2 separate regions of the Mus musculus genome follow, and region 1 is linked to region 2. Evidence: chromatin contacts called from public HiChIP or PLAC-seq data. All regions are on one chromosome and are shown on one strand. The core of a region is the stretch at or near the end of the contact, and the rest is flanking DNA. Distances in the headings are between cores, read along the strand shown.

Region 1 (3,161 bases), core at 343-2,842, 330 kb before region 2:
GAAATGGCTCAAACAATAAAGTGCCTGCCATACAGGTATGTAAACCTGAATTTGTATCAGCAACAACAATATAAGAGCAGGCCCTGAAGCCTGTTCTGTCTGTAACCCCAGCACAGGAGCCACTAGGTCTGTTACTAATCATCCAATCAGAATCTGTGAGCTCCAGTTACAGTGATGGACACTGTCTCAAAAAGTAAGGTAGACAGTAATTGAGGAAGTTGCCTGATGGTGACCTCTGGCCTCCATATGCGCAAGCCAAGAAAGTCCTAGAAGCATGCAATAACTCTTCCTTTCCAGTACTGTTGACTAGAGGTGGGCTATAAGCTCCTCCCACTTCATAGGAGACTAGGAAACAGCATTTTGCAAAGAGAAACTAGATTGTCATGGCTGCCCAGGAGCAATCAAAGTTTGTCCCCTGGGGGTGGGATTTTTCACTCTGGGTTCATGAGCAGGTTGTAATCAGGTAAGAAGTCCCCAGTCAGTGAGGGCCATGTTACCAATGGTCTGGAAGGCACAGATGTTCAAATGTTCACAGCCAGGCAGGCTGCCTTACATAGAACCCAGAAGCTGGGATGCTGGTCTCAAATCTCTTTGTCACAACCTCTTATATAGCCTGTTTCCCCACCAGTGCCTTGGAGAAAGTATGGTATCTCTCTCAGTTTTCCTTCACAGCGTCTCAAATAGATGGCACTGACAAGGCTGAAGACTGAATAGACACCGACAGGCCTGGGACAGGCACTTCTGTTACATAGGACTTGGGAGAATCTTTCTTACCTTGATAGCCAAACCAGCCACGTGTGAGGCCCTCCTAAGGGAGGTAGACCATCCTGACCTACCCACCTTCAGTTCCAGCTCCACTTTTCCCTTCCCTTCCCTTCCCTTCCCTTCCCTTCCCTTCCCTTCCCTTCCCTTCCCTTCCCTTCCCTTCCCTTCCCTTCCCTTCCCTTCCCTTCCCTTTTCCCTTTTCCCTTTTTTTCCCTTTTTCCCTTTTTTCCCTTTTTCCCTTTTTTTCCCTTTTTTCCCTTTTTTCCCTTTTTTTCCCTTTTTCCCCCCTTTCCCCCCTTTCCCCCCTTTCCCCCCTTCCCCCCCTTTTCCCCCCTTTTCCCTTTTTTTCCCCTTCCCCCTTCCCCCTTCCCCCTTCCCCCTTCCCCCTTCCCTTCCCTTCCCGGTCTCTTTATATAGCTATGGTTGTCCTGGAACTATTTTGATCAGGCTGGCTTCGAATTCATAAAGATTCACCTGCCTCTGCCTCTTTAGTTCTGGGATTAAAGACGTGCATCCCTATGCCGGGATCCTTGCATACATTTTCATCTATCCATTGCTAGTTCCTCTTCTGAAAGCATTTTCACTATTAGAAATGCATCATGATTCTCTTTGTATAGATGACAAACTAGGCTTGAAAAGTTTGTGTGACTTCTTCAAAGTCATAAAACCCAGAACCTGTGCCAATTACTTCTGCTCAATTACTTTCAAAGCGACCCATCCAGGATAATATTTTTCCCTCTCCATGTTCTAAGGTCAGAAACTAGAAAATGGTCATGGAAAACTTCGACTACGGTTTTTTGAACCTCAGCGGCTCCGGTACCAACGTAAGCGGAAGGTGAGGGCCGCTGGCCGGAAGTGGGTTGTGGAGCGGTTGATGCAGGAGTCTGTGCATTGACTTACCCGGGGCGGCCCGGGACTGGAGTTAGGGAGCTGCCTTCGCGGGCTTCAGGTGAGTGGGCGGCCGGGGAGGACGAGGTGGCTCGACTTGCTGCCTGCACTCTGGCCTCGCCGGGTCCGGGCCGCGCGCTCCGCCATCCCGGTTCTCCCGGGCCTGCTGCGCTTCCCCGCGGGCTGTCCTCGTGCCGCCCCGGAGCACCTCTCAGCATCACCCTCTAGGGTCACCTTATCACGGCGGACTGCTGTGAGAGTGGGTCCGGACGGCGCTTTTAGCCCCCTGCGAGGTGGAGATCGAGTCTGCGTCTCTCACGGGGCTGTTGTGATAGCAGTCTCCCTGGTCTCTCCGTTCCAGTGTGCACGTGAAGCCCTAGCAAAGTGACTTAGCCTAGGGTCTCGGTCGGCGCCTGCGAGTCGGCGTTTCTGATCAGCTTTTCGCCAGCACTTTGAGCAGCGTTTGATGTAGGGCTTAGGACGGGGTGAGGCAATAGGACAAATATCCTTTCTTCATTTTAAGCAGTTTCTGGTTGTACAAACCCAACTCGGGCCAGGAGTGGTTCTCCCTTCTCTTTCTCCCCCCGGGGATAGGAAGTAATTGCTCCTTTTCTGTTAAGATCTTTTTGCTCTAACTCGGGAACTCTGGACAGGAGCCTTTATAGTCGATAGATTCACGCCTCTTCTCAGAGGCTACATTGCTCACTTGGTGTAGGCATCTGGGCATTGCTTCATCCTGTGACGCTCATATATAGATACTCCAACGTCAGAGGGAACTGGTATTTTGTGCTCATGTTTTCTGCACTTTGCCCACACTGAGGACCCAGAACAGTGCCTTTGTTTTTTGTTTGTTTGTTTGTTTTTTGTTTTTTCGAAACAGGGCTTCTCTGTATATCCCTGGCTGTCCTGGAACTCACTTTGTAGACCAGGCTGGCCTCGAACTCAGAAAATCCGCCTGCCTCTGCCTCCCGAGTGCTGGGATTAAAGGCGTAGAACAGTGCCCGGCTTAGAACATTGCCTTTCTAGAACTAGGTTCTAAGGCTTACTGTCCTCAGTTGCCGAAGGCTAGCCCTAGGGAATTTAGTCCTGCTTGGTAGACCAAAATAAAATCTGAAGACTACTATTTCATACAGCTGAGAGTTGTGCCGGACTGATGTGCCTGTGTGTCTTTCTCATTTATCTATCTATCTATCTATCTATTTATTTATTTATTTATTTATTTATCTATTTGGTCCCCAACGGAGTCTTGGCATTTATCATGTAAATAGGTCAATTTATATTTTTTTATTATATGTGTATGGGTGACTTCCATTTATGCATGTCTGCACCATTTGTATGCAGTGCTGGAGGAGGCCAGAAGAGGGCGTTGGATCTCCTGGGACTTGAATTAAGGTTGATTGTGAGCCACAGTGTGAGCGCTGGAAATCAAACCCCAATCCTCTGGAAGAGCAGCCAGTACTCTTAAACACTGAGCAATCTCTCCAGCCAGTAAGTCATCTTTTCTTTTT
Region 2 (3,179 bases), core at 57-2,556:
AAAACATCTGTTATTGTGTTTCTATAGTCTCTAGCTAGACCGTTCTAACTAGAGACTCTAACTTACTGGAATCGGCTCATCTGGAATACCCTTTCCTGTCCAGGAGAGATCATTCAACAGAAAGCTCAGCACTCTCTCTTTGAAGACAGATGTGCAAAAATACTGCACCCCTTCGTCCAGAAAACACTCTCTGTCTAGTACTGGGTGAGGCTGGGAAGCACCACAAGTGATACCTGATCAAGTCTGGGTGTGTGGATGGGAGTGATGTGCCAGCCCTGGTCTGCTTCGACACCCTTCAGATACTGGACAGAAGCTATTTAAAACTTGAAGAGCCAGTGCCTACCCTGTCCTGGATGTCCGCAGGGACACCTACTTAGCGTGAGGCACCGTGAGCATCTGATCAGACGTATAACCTCCAGTCCATGTTGTATAATGAGAGGGAGTGTTACAGAGACCAGGTTCCAGCTGCTGCCGTGACTGAGTTAACAAGCTTTCAAAGTCCCCATCCAAATTCTGGTGTCCATTCCTTACAGAAGTCTCCTGTCTAGTCCCCTATGCCTCCCCCTGAAAAGTAACCAGAGCCGATTCTGCTAATTCCCAAGAGCTTCCAGTCTCCTTCAGGTTCTAACCAAAACCACTCAGACGGAGGAGTCCAGCCTCATTCTCAGCCCCAATCAGTTCAGCAAGGCTAACTGCCCACTGGCTAAGCCTCTCTTCAGCCCCACCCACATCTCTGGTTCTGTACACCACAGAGTTTCTTGCCTTTCTTGTTGGGTAGCCACGGAACTGGACAAGTGGAACGGTAGAGACTGCACAGGAAGAAGGGGCTGTACATCTCTAGATGACTAGTAACTGTGGGCCATGGCTCCAGGTGTGCGGGAGGAGGCGACACCACCTCCAGAACCCTGGACCCTAGTGAGCAACCCGCCCCATATCCTCAGGAAGAAGTCAAACTCACACAGGGTGAACAGGAGACTTCGTCGGGACAGTCAAGAGTTAGGACTCCCTCCACCCCTCGCTCCAGTAGCTAGGCGTGCAGGACGAAGGCGACACTAAGCGGTCCAACCAGCGTGCTAGTTCGGGTGGAGCGCTTACCTCTGCGCCGCGGTGTTGGAGTCCAGGATGCCCGCGCTCTGCATCCAGGAGCGCACCGAGCCCAGGCTGGAGGGCAGCAGCGGCTCCTCTTTCAGATGGAGCCCACCGCGGGGCAGAGCGTCCTGTGCGGGGAACATAAGGACCCGCAGTTCGTGGGCGCCCCCAACTGCCAGGGATCCCGTCCCGCCGAGGCTGTGGGCGTCTCAGCTCAGCCCGACCCGACGGCACCAGGAGCCTCCAGGAGCGCAGCGCTGCACGGAGTCCCGGCGCCTCAGTGCCGCTCGCCTCGCGGGTGCTTTCTCAGAGAAAACGGGTCCCCGGGCGCCGGCGCTGTCCCCTCCCCTCCCGGGGCGCGGGGCGGGGAGATGGAGGGATTCCCCCGCGGCCTGAGAGCCAGTGAACAGACTGAGAGCGGAGCCCGCACCGGCTCCGCACGGAGGCGCCCCAGAGGCGCGCTCTGGCGGCTGCCCAGCGCGGCGGTCGTCGGAGGGGGGGGCGAGCGCCCCGCGAGGTGCCCGCCCTCCCCCCACCCGGGTCTCTCCCCCGCCCGCCCGCGGCGCCCGCGCGGGGCGCTGATTACCATCCGAGAGGGGGAGGCTGCGGCCGTGGAGGTCGGCGGCGGCGACGGTGGTGGCCGGGGCGGCAGCAACAGCAGCAGACGCGCGTCCCGTGGAAAAGCAGGGCCGGCGCCGGGCCAGCAGACGCAGCCGCCGCCAGGCCCCCGAGTGCCCCGGCGCCCCGGGCCTGCCGCTGCCCCGGGCGGCAGCACCTGCAGCAGGAGCAGCAGCAGACCGGCCGAGTCCCCCCGGGGCCCGGTCCCCGCGCCTCCCCGCCGCGGCCGCCGCCGCCCGCCGCTCCCCGGGGCCTGGCCGCGGGCCCTGGCCATCCCGCCGCCGCCGCCGCTCCCTGGGGAGCGGGAGCCGTAGGGAGGGAGCACGGGCAAGAGGAGGGCTGTCGCAAGCGGGTGGGCCCAGGGGACTCGGGGCCAGGGGAGGCGGGGGCGGGGCGCGAGGCCGGCCGAGGGGCGGCCAGGGACGTGACATCATCGGGGGAGGAGCGGCCGGGCTGGGGCCGCGGCGGCGGGGCGGACCCTGACGAGTCCGTAGCCGGGCTGGGGGCCACGGCCTCGGTGGAGGGGCGCCGGGAAGCTGGCCCAGGCCAGGGAAGATGGGGAAAGGATGGGCTGGGGGCTGCGCGGCGAGGAAGCCCGGCCTAAGCAGGGCAGCTCGTCCACACCACGCTGGGGAATCACCACGGCCTCCCCGTCGCCACCAGACGAAGCTCCAGCATCTTTGTGGTCCCATCTTCTTCTCCTAAGTATGCGCCGCCCTCTCCTCAGCCAACGCTTGATTCTAGGAGTCGCTGCACCCTTGGTGCCACTTGACCTCGGCTTAACCTCCGCGCCTTAGCGCTTAAGGGTCTCTCACCTTGTGGTGAAGATGCGGCCCCAGGCAAGCTGAGCTACCCGAGTCCTGCACCTCCCATTCTTGTTCCTGTCCCTGGATTACCTAAACTTAAGTTTACATTCCCACCTGAGTTTTTGAGAAATCTCTTGCTTCTGAAAGCAAGTAGACGTTTCTGAAAGGCTCAGGTGAGCTGGGCTCTTAAACCTAAGTCCAGCTCACCTCCTTTTCTCCAGCCTTCTTTCTGAGTCCGTTCATCTTTTATATCTGCACAGAAATCATCTGGCCTTCGACCTTGGGGCTATCAGCAAACCTTGGTTTGAGTCCAGCAGTTTCCTGCAGAACAGCAAAAGGTTGGGTGGCCTTGTTCATGCTGCTCTTTGCACTCTGAGATCTTCACCTTCCTGGGGGTGAGATGGGGGATGCTCCACGTCAGCCCTTAATATCCTGCCTAGCACTGATCCACAGAAAGGACCCCAGTGACACTAGAGTTCCTCTGCCTCTTCTCCTGACCTCCTGGGTCTCTACTCTCCCTCTTTTTTGCCCAGTTTTTCAACACCTGTCACCTGTGAAGGAGGAAGAAGGGGCACTGCCAGTCTCACGCAGACTTCTCACGGTCTTGGCCTTTACTCACAGAATAATCAAAAGCAGGTTTCTCAAAAGGAATTCTTTTCCAACTGG

Evidence for each region. HiChIP or PLAC-seq counts read pairs in DNA pulled down with a chosen protein or histone mark.
Region 1: a contact with region 2 is called in an H3K4me3 HiChIP or PLAC-seq map of bone marrow-derived macrophages, with 4 times the contacts expected there. The contact joins the promoter of Ubox5 here to the promoter of Ebf4 in region 2. A contact is called at or near these places in 10 of 39 promoter capture datasets (the 3T3-L1 cell line, 3T3-L1-derived adipocytes, cranial neural crest and 6 more), 5 of 484 Hi-C or Micro-C datasets (CD8 T cells, embryonic stem cells and muscle stem cells), 3 of 115 datasets of contacts at active chromatin or transcription factors (bone marrow-derived macrophages, embryonic stem cells and microglia) and 3 of 9 other capture datasets (adipose tissue, liver and pancreatic islet).

The regions. Positions count from the first base shown.
Region 1 is chr2:130,628,469-130,631,629 of GRCm38.p6, reverse strand. It overlaps Ubox5 (U box domain containing 5), which reads left to right and starts at 1,592. Exons shown (of 7, transcript NM_001255993.1): 1 at 1,592-1,714; 2 at 2,995-3,141. It overlaps Fastkd5 (FAST kinase domains 5), which reads left to right and starts at 1,628. Exons shown (of 3, transcript NM_198176.3): 1 at 1,628-1,714; 2 at 2,995-3,141.
Region 2 is chr2:130,294,066-130,297,244 of GRCm38.p6, reverse strand. It overlaps Ebf4 (early B cell factor 4), which reads right to left and starts at 1,306. Exons shown (of 17, transcript NM_001110513.1): 1 at 1,096-1,306. The coding sequence starts at 1,232.